Regions from separate parts of the Gossypium arboreum genome. Here region 2 is linked to region 1. Evidence: chromatin contacts called from public Hi-C data. All regions are on one chromosome and are shown on one strand. Each heading gives the region's core, a stretch centred on a gene start, on an enhancer-like site or on the middle of the called end of the contact. The rest is flanking DNA. Distances are from core to core; before and after follow the strand shown. Region 1 holds the start of LOC108479698 (serine/threonine-protein kinase ATR). Region 2 holds the start of LOC108477288 (PTI1-like tyrosine-protein kinase 2).

What was found. Hi-C and Micro-C count contacts between places; a contact is called where the count stands out from the background.
Region 2: a Hi-C map of leaf shows a contact between it and region 1, with 3 times the contacts expected there. The contact joins the promoter of LOC108477288 here to the promoter of LOC108479698 in region 1. A contact is called at or near these places in 3 of 5 Hi-C or Micro-C datasets (all in leaf).

Annotation. Positions count from the first base shown.
Region 1 is chr12:6,349,658-6,354,004 of ASM2569848v2, forward strand. LOC108479698 (serine/threonine-protein kinase ATR) reads right to left here and starts at 1,623. Exons shown (of 15, transcript XM_017782435.2): 1 at 1,254-1,623; 2 at 727-871; 3 at 452-564; 4 at 1-267. The coding sequence starts at 1,443.
Region 2 is chr12:6,589,383-6,593,675 of ASM2569848v2, forward strand. It overlaps LOC108477288 (PTI1-like tyrosine-protein kinase 2), which reads left to right and starts at 1,738. Exons shown (of 6, transcript XM_017779793.2): 1 at 1,738-2,340; 2 at 2,408-2,517; 3 at 2,597-3,491; 4 at 3,692-3,925; 5 at 4,006-4,155. The coding sequence starts at 2,098.

The DNA.
Region 1 (4,347 bases), core at 373-2,872:
GACCTTCTACATATAGTGTTCCTTCAGTTAAACATTTGCTAAGAAACTTTATAATCCAAGTTGCAAAAGGCAGCCACCTGTCTCTGCCCAAGAGGTTAATCAAGATGCCAGGGCCATCAATGGGTTTATTGCTCGTTGGTAGATCACAGAGACATGTAGAATCACTTAAATTTCCAGAAAAGGACCTATGGAAACACTTCAAATGTAATCTGGTGGCTTCTGTAATTCTTGAGTTTTCCGAAGAGAGGGATGCTATACGCAAAATATCTGGAAGGATATAAAGGGGTGTTAGTTCTCTTTTTTGTTTCCATATGCATTATGGTCAGAATGCCAAATAAAAGAGGCATCATGGATTAGACCAAACATAAATCATAAAATAGAATTAGTCAATTACATAAGAGAGCAGTGAAAGCATAATAATATCAATTGAAATGCTGAGCACTCCTTTTACCTTCAATGGCACACATGGCATCAATGAAAAGTGTTCGATATGCATCTCGAGATCCGGTACGAAGCAGCGATAGAAGGGGTCCAACTGTTTCAAAAATCACTCCATGTCGAGAACTGAAATGCATAGATAATTCTTGAAAATACGGGAAAAAAGAAAGGAAAACATAAAAGAGAAGGCACAAAAATGCAATGAACAAATTTAACAAAACACAAATGCATGATGAAAGAGAATCCTAAAAAAGGCTTTGAACAATGGAGTGTTATTAAATAGCCAACCTAAATGCAGGTTCAGCAAAAAAGGGCAATATCCGACCAATCAGGGGCAAAACTGCACTAGGTTTGCCATGGTAAAAAACTCCAGGAAAATTCCTTGCTGTGTGAGAAATGAGCTTCAGCACAGCTATAACTTCTCGTTCATTGGCTGCAACAAGTGTAACAGCAACAACAATAAATTATTTATAGCAGAAGTCGCAAATTTCATGAGAATCCATTAAAAAAAGAGAAAGAAAAGCTAACTTATTAGCTATCAGTTCGCTCAGAAAAGAGAAAGAAACGGAAAGGGAAAGGGAAAAAAGTAAAGCGCTTTTCTCTATAGTTTAATACTTGAATCTTGAACAACATCGAAACTTAATTTTATTACAACACCACTTAGAAAGCTAACCTTCTTTTACTTAAATCTTATATTCTTTCGCAATCTAGTGCCCAAACTTAAGAAACCGAGAAAACCCAAAAGAAAAACCCAGCAAGTAAAAATCCCCACATTTCATGAAGATCCAAAAGAAAAGGAAGGATAAGAAAAATACCAGAAGAAGAAGGAACAACGTAGCCGTTAAGAAGATTGGGAAGAACAGCACGGAACTTGGTCTCCAAAGCATCATCGTCAGCGCAAGTGCTAAGGTTGTTGTTTGGAGGAGTGGAAGGAGTTGCTGCAATGCGTTCACGAAGTGCGTGAACCAAACTCGACAGAATTCTACTGTTACTAGTATTAGCCATTGCATATCTTCTCCGCTCCCTTTCACTTTCGGACTCCGAGTTTCCAAACCTTGGGATTTTGGCCCTTTTTCCCTCTTTTCACTCTCGCTCTGTTGCCACTACGCTTTGCCGCTTTGTTGTTACCCACGCTTGTTTCTTTTATTTTTTTAAATTCTCTTGTTGGATCGGATCCGTAAATATGTTATGTCTCGAGTAAAGGGGTTCATGGCCGGGTCGGATTATGCTCTAATTTAAGTATGCTTTTTATAAATCCAACCAGTTTCAATTTTTTATTTTGTTCTAATATCTCTTCTTTTTTATTTGATATGTAATAATTTTATCTATAAATAAATTTCTTATATTTCAATTATAATTTTATTAAATTTTTAATATAAACAATTTAATATTTTTTATTTTATACTATAATTTAGAATATAGTATATTTAATTTTTTATATGGTATACTATATATTATATAAAAAAAAAACAATATATTAAAAATTAAAATGGATCGAATAGTGCTCAAGCTTTTAATATCAAAGCTTAAGTTCAGTCCATATTTTAAATGAGTCTATTTTTTTTTGTCAAAACTTATTATTGCATAGATGTCTGCTCACGCTAGCACGTTTGTATCTCTATTTGTCTGCTCACGGTAGCACGTCGTCTTTTTTTGTCTGATTTCTTTTGAATTTCTTTTTTTTTCTATTTAGGTCATCACCATTTTATTATCTTTGTTTCGAACAATGGAAAAAAAAACTTATTGATTTGAGTATAAAAGATGGTGAAGAAAAGGCTTGGCAGTTTTCTAATGGATCTTATTTGCAAAAAAAAAGGCATATGAGTTTAGCCTTGTTGGTTGTTTTCTTACGGCAAGTGTGGTACATTTCCCCATGATGCAAAATAAAATGGTAGATCCCTGGCATCCATTACAGGATACTAATTTCATTTTTGAGGGGAAAACATTTTTTATTCAAATTTTTTCATTAGCTTAATATAGATCAAGTGATCAATAATGCCATATGGACTTTCAATAACCATCTTTTGGTATTTCATTGATTAAAGGAGGATCAGAATTCGATGCAAGTCCCCTTGGATTTCTTGTCTTTCTGGGTTCAAGTATATGGTTTACCTCTTGGATTATTTTCTGAAAATGTTGCTAGACAATTCAGAAATTTCATTGGAGTTTTTATAGAGTATGACTCAAAACAACAAAGTCACGGGTATAAAAAAATTTATAAGGATCCAAGGTCAAGTAGATGTTCGACTTCCATTAAAGAGACGGAAGAAAATAAAGATTTCTCAATCAAACTTTGTTTATGCAAATTTTAATATGAGAAGTTAACACTTTTCTATTTTCTTTGCGGATACCTAAGACATGGTGATAAGTTTTGTCCAATTAGATTAGCGCATAGGCTACAAAAACTGGAGTTAGATTAGAACTTGTCATTGAAAGCACCATCGAGGAGGGCTACCACCATGACCAGCATTTGGCTTTGTGAGGAAGGCGATGCAGATTTCTTGAATGACAAATTTGGAAAGCAAGATTCGAGGAAGAATTTATGAAAATTAGTGGGCAGGAATCATGGCATAAAATTAATCCCATATTGGGGTTTAATTTGGAAGGGAATTTAAATCCCACGGAAAGGAAAGTGGTAGGTTGTTCAAGTGGGTTGGGCAGGGACATTATGGACCATGATTTTGAAAGACAACCCATTAGAAGGTATTAAAGGCAAGAAAAGACTAAGATCGAATTTTTTGGGCTCTATAGTTTCTAAGTATTTAGATTCACTGGAGTCGTTGATGGGTGTGACAAAGCCCTACCTCAAAGGATATCGACGGCTGCTAAAGGGCAAGTTGACTAGACGCAATAAAAATTATTTACTAGAATGTCCATGGTTTGGGGAACTCACGGGCTGTTCGAGGAATTCAGCATGTGCTGAAACTCTATCATCCCCAACTCGTCTTCTTTATAGAGGCAAAATTAAATTCAAACCGTATAGAAAAAATTAGAAAAATGTGTGACTTTCAGTGTGGGATTGATGTATTGGTTGATGGTACTCGTGAATGTCTCAATCTTGGATGGAATAAAGGAGCTCTATTACGTTGAGGAGTTTCTCAAAAAACCATATTGATGTGGAAGTGTAGGAAGATCTAGTTAAACCAAAATGGAGGACGACAGGACTCTATGGTGTTATGGATTCTCATCATATGATAGAATCGTGGAATCTCTTGTACTTTTTAGGGCAGGATCAAAACTTTTCATGGATGATGTGTGGTGACCTTAATGAAATTTTGTATGCATTTGAAAAGAAGAGTGGTGTTCCTAGGGTTGAAGGTCACATGGAGGAGTTTAGATCTGCTTTAACGAAATGTCAATTGGAAAATATGTGTTATTTAGTTCACATGGGAAAGGGAATTTTGCCAAAAATAAAATCAGAGAAAAACTCGATTGTGGAGTGGCAAATGCTTAATGGAGGACGCCTTTCCTTAAATTTTCATTAAAGCACCTTCCTCATTATGTTTTGGATCATTACCCCTTGTTGATAACTACAGATAAAGATGTCCAACATCATAGAAAAATAAGGTTTCGTTTTGAAAGCTGGTGGACTATGGATGGATTACGCGAAATAGAGATAAAATGACTATAGGAGAGTAGGTCAGGTAACATCACTGATTGACTTGCTTATCTATGTGGAGGAGTACATGAATGGGCTGACAAGTTGAAAAATCAAAGAGTCGATAATTCGGAGAAACTACTTAGGTGTATAAATCAATTGGATGCTATGGAAAGAACTGAAGAGAATCTTGCTGAACTGATCGATGTGAAAATGCATATCAATATAAAAATTGAAAAAAAAAATGAGTCTTACTAGGCACAAAGAGTAAGGGTGAATTGGTTAAGATTGGAGGACCAAAATACAAAACT
Region 2 (4,293 bases), core at 488-2,987, 240 kb after region 1:
TCTTTGATTAATTTTTGTTTTTTTGGTTGAGAAGAAGCAGGAACAAAGGAATTACATTAGGCTATCTAACCAATGACAATTATCCAATAATAGCAGCCTCAAAATCTCATGAGGAGGATTATCGTAAGTTTTTAAACAGTAGCCAACCCTTAGAAATTGCAGCTAACCATCAGCTACTGTGTTCCCTCTCTCTGTACATGTTGCACTTTAACTATCCAGTCCCTTTTGAGCATTCCCTTGGCAGCGCGCAAAACTCCACTTCCCTGATTCTCTGCCTCGCATCCTAGGAGCATCTGGACAGCAGTTGCACTATCAATTTCCAACACCACTCGTCGACCGCCCATTTGCCAAGCCTGCACCAAGCCATTTTAGACATCCCAAGCTTTTATTTCCATCACCTTATTTCCATCACCGAACATATCTCGATACTCCTGGAATAACCCCGCAACTATTGTCCATGAGAATCTCGAATAACCCCGCCACTAGCTGCTATCCTATCGCCAGTTCTGAGGGCTCCATTCGAGTTCACCTTGTACCATCCATCTGCTGGCCTTTCCCATTTCTCCACCCTACGTTCTCCCCTCCTAGTGATAGAATTCAAGCTATTAGTCCCACATCCCATCACTCCTTCCTTCGGCTCAGAACCCCATCATGGTCTTTGTAGTAAGTCAAACAGCATCCCATTTCTCTGTTTCCAAAGGTGCCAACAGACCGCTCCAAAGATCACCTCCTAGTCCTGTGAAGCCTCATCTGACAATTTTTAGATTATTTTATATAAAAATAAATTTAAAAATATAATAAATCAACTACATTAAAAACATTAAAATAAATATTTCCTAATAAATTAAAAAATATTTTTTCCTTAAATAATATAAAATGATTACAACTTAATAAGCTAATGTCTCTAAAATAATAGTAAAATTAACAATAAAATAAGATTTATGCAATATCTATCCAAACAATAAAAAATAAATATTAGCAATATAATAATAGAATGATAGTAAATAACAATAAAATAGAAGATTTGGGTCAAGCTAAAAATTTTATATGAGGCATAGTTTATCTAGAAAATAGGCTTTATCTTTTATCTAAATTCAATTTTCAGGCTTATAAATTTGTTTAAATTTCTCTCACTTTTTAGACGAGATTTTGAGCTTAGATAAATAGTTCTACCCATAATTAAGTTAAAAATGATTAAATTATAAATTTACTAATGGAGTGATGATGTTACAAATTTGCTGGTTCCCACATCTAACATTGGTTAAACTAACTTTTGTAAATAACTTGTTGAAGTTAAGTTACTATAAACTTATTAATAATTTAGTCTTTTAAGTACACCCCTTCTTCAAATGGTGTTTTGAGTGAGATTAGCTATATAGCTTGCTTTTTATTTGTTCATTTGTGTTTTTTTATTTCTGGGTTTATGGTTTTCGATGACAATGAGTCTAGAAACTCCACACATCCAGGGGTAGTTCAACTCAAGAGATTAACTATTTAGCTCCTCTTTTCTCAAATTCCGTAGAGAGAACCCTCAAATGGGCTTTCAGATTTCAAGCCCTTTCATGGAACAATGCAATAGATGTTTGAGGCTTTGAGCTATGAGCCATTAGAAAGCAGGGAAACTATAAAAAGTGCTGCCTGTGATAGAAAAAAGCATGAACCGTCTTTGCATTTAGACAAGTGAAAGGATATATATATATATATATATATATTATTTACAATTTTTAATGATTTTTAAGAATTTGTATACTTTAGTCCCCTGAAGTACACATTAAGCCTTTGGATTTAGGGATATTGAAGTTGTAAAATATTAATTGGAGGGTTTTTCTTTTTTTGAGTTGAATTGAGGCTAGTTAGGAGCTTAAGCGTGGGCACTTGATATCTTGTTGTAACCACTTCACCAAACTGAAGTAACTGCTTTGCCAATTGGGAGAATGTGTACACATACCACTGCCCACTAATTGATTTAAAGCTCTGTCCTTGTCCTCCCCAATCAAACATCAAATTCCAAAACCCTAAAATCTGAAAAAAATAAAAATAAAGGACCTCGTTATGAAATGGAATGGTGGCTGAAGCTTGTTAGATATAATCTGAATCATGGGTGGAAATGCAAAGATCAATTGCAGAATTATGTCTTATCTGAGTGGCAAGACAGTGAAGAACAAAACCATAATAGTTGGTCTAAAATCTGATAACTGCAGCCGAGAAATGCTGCTCCAGTTACTCTGCCTGCTTGTCAAGCCGGGTGACAATGTTTTAGCCGTACATGTCCAACAAATGAATGATGCTTTCGATCCCAACACTTTCCACATCCATGAAGATCTCTGTAAATCCAAACAGGTAAAAGTATGATTTAAGATAATCACATTACGGAACTGGACTTTTATTTATCTATTTGCCGATGCAGGTTGATTTTCTTGTTAAAATCTGTACTGGAAACTCCTACATCTCGGTGTTATCTCATCAAGTTCGAGAACATTATGCTACAATCCTTGCAATTGGATGCAACATTTCAGGGTAATGAGAAGACTGTTTAATGTTTAATGAATTTCCATGTGTTTCTATCTGATATTTCCATGGTTTTTGTTTTCTGTAGGCCAAAGGATTTGGCTGTAAGCACTTGTCTTAAAAGTTTGCCTCCCACATGCACCCTTTTGGTGATGGACGGTGCTGGGAGAATTGTAATCCGACAGCAGGGAACTTCCCAGCAAGGTTCTGCAGGTGTACCTTTTCAACCTTGTTTATCATCTTCCCAGGCAAACTCTGTGGTTGATCAATCGACAAGCTCCCGTCAGTTACAAAAGTCGTTGACGGTACCATTGTCTTCAGCATCACCGTCAACGTGTCGAATTGATAGCGAAGGACATTACATTCTCAAGAAGAAAGTTCCTGAACATCAGTTTAAAAAGTCATTCACTATGCCATCTTCTTCTGCATCATCGTCATCCACATGGCAAACCAGTGGTGGAGGCCAGCAGAATCTGAAGAAAAATGTGAATGTGACGAGGAGGTTTTGCAGAGTGGCATCCCAAGAAGCAGTGTGGTCCTGCAGACGGTTTAGACTGGAAGAGCTCAGTGTTGCCACGGATAATTTCAGCCCCACCATGGTGATTGGGAAGGGAGGAAATGCTATGGTGTATCAAGCTAATCTCGAGGATGGTCATGCTGCAGCTGTGAAAGTACTCAAAACCACACGTTGGTCTGCAAAGGATCTTCTTCGAGAAGTAGAGACATTATCCAGCATAAATCATGAGAACATAGTTGAGATAATTGGGTACTGTGATAGCAAAGAATTGCATGCAATTGTTTATAATCTTCTAAATGGAAGCTTGAAACAATGTTTAAAACAACTCAAGTGGGCTGAGAGGATGACTATTGCAATTGGTGTAGCCAAGGCCCTGGACTACCTTCACCATTCTTGTGACCCTCCCATCATTCATAGAAATGTGAATCCATCTAACATTCTTCTCTCTGATAATTGGCAACCGCAAGTAAGTATACACCCATGTTCAAATGTCTTTGATGCTTAATAGACAGTTTCTCTTTCAATTCGGCTTCTACTCTTAATACAGCCAACAATAGAACCTTAAATCTGAAGTGTATGCTGAGATATATGCATCTGTTTCAAGATGCATTTTATAAAGCGAAATAACTTTACCTACTCGCAACTTATGCCGGATATCTTTTGTAGCTCTCGGGTTTTGGAGCAGCTGTAGTGCATAATCAATCTTATCAAGTCTCGGCAAACACAAAGCCAATTGACATTGTTAGGACATTTGGATACTTGGCACCAGAATACATGGTGTGTGGAAAGATTGATGAAAAGATAGATGTTTATTCCTATGGGGTTGTGCTACTGGAACTTATTACAGGGAAAGACGCTATTCAAAGCAACCAGAGAAACCATGAAAGCTTGGTGCTTTGGGTAATATATTGACATGTTATACCATAAATCAAGTTTTTATGTCTAAAAGCTTTAAGTTTTACGGTGTAACTATCTTTCAGGCAAGATCTTTACTACGGTTTGGCCTATGTGAGCATCTAGTTGATCCTTTCTTGAACCAAAATTACAAGAAGGAAGAGATGGAAGTAATGATGTTTATAGCACGCCTTTGCCTCATGCATTCATCTTCCCAAAGGCCAACAATGAAGATGGTGAAATTTCTTTTTTTATTTTTAGATAAATTTTGCTTTTCAATCACTTCGGTCATCGTCTATCATCTTTGAATTCTACCATAATCAATTAATATAGAGCTGTACCGATCAATGAGGATCATGTTATTTGCTTTGTTT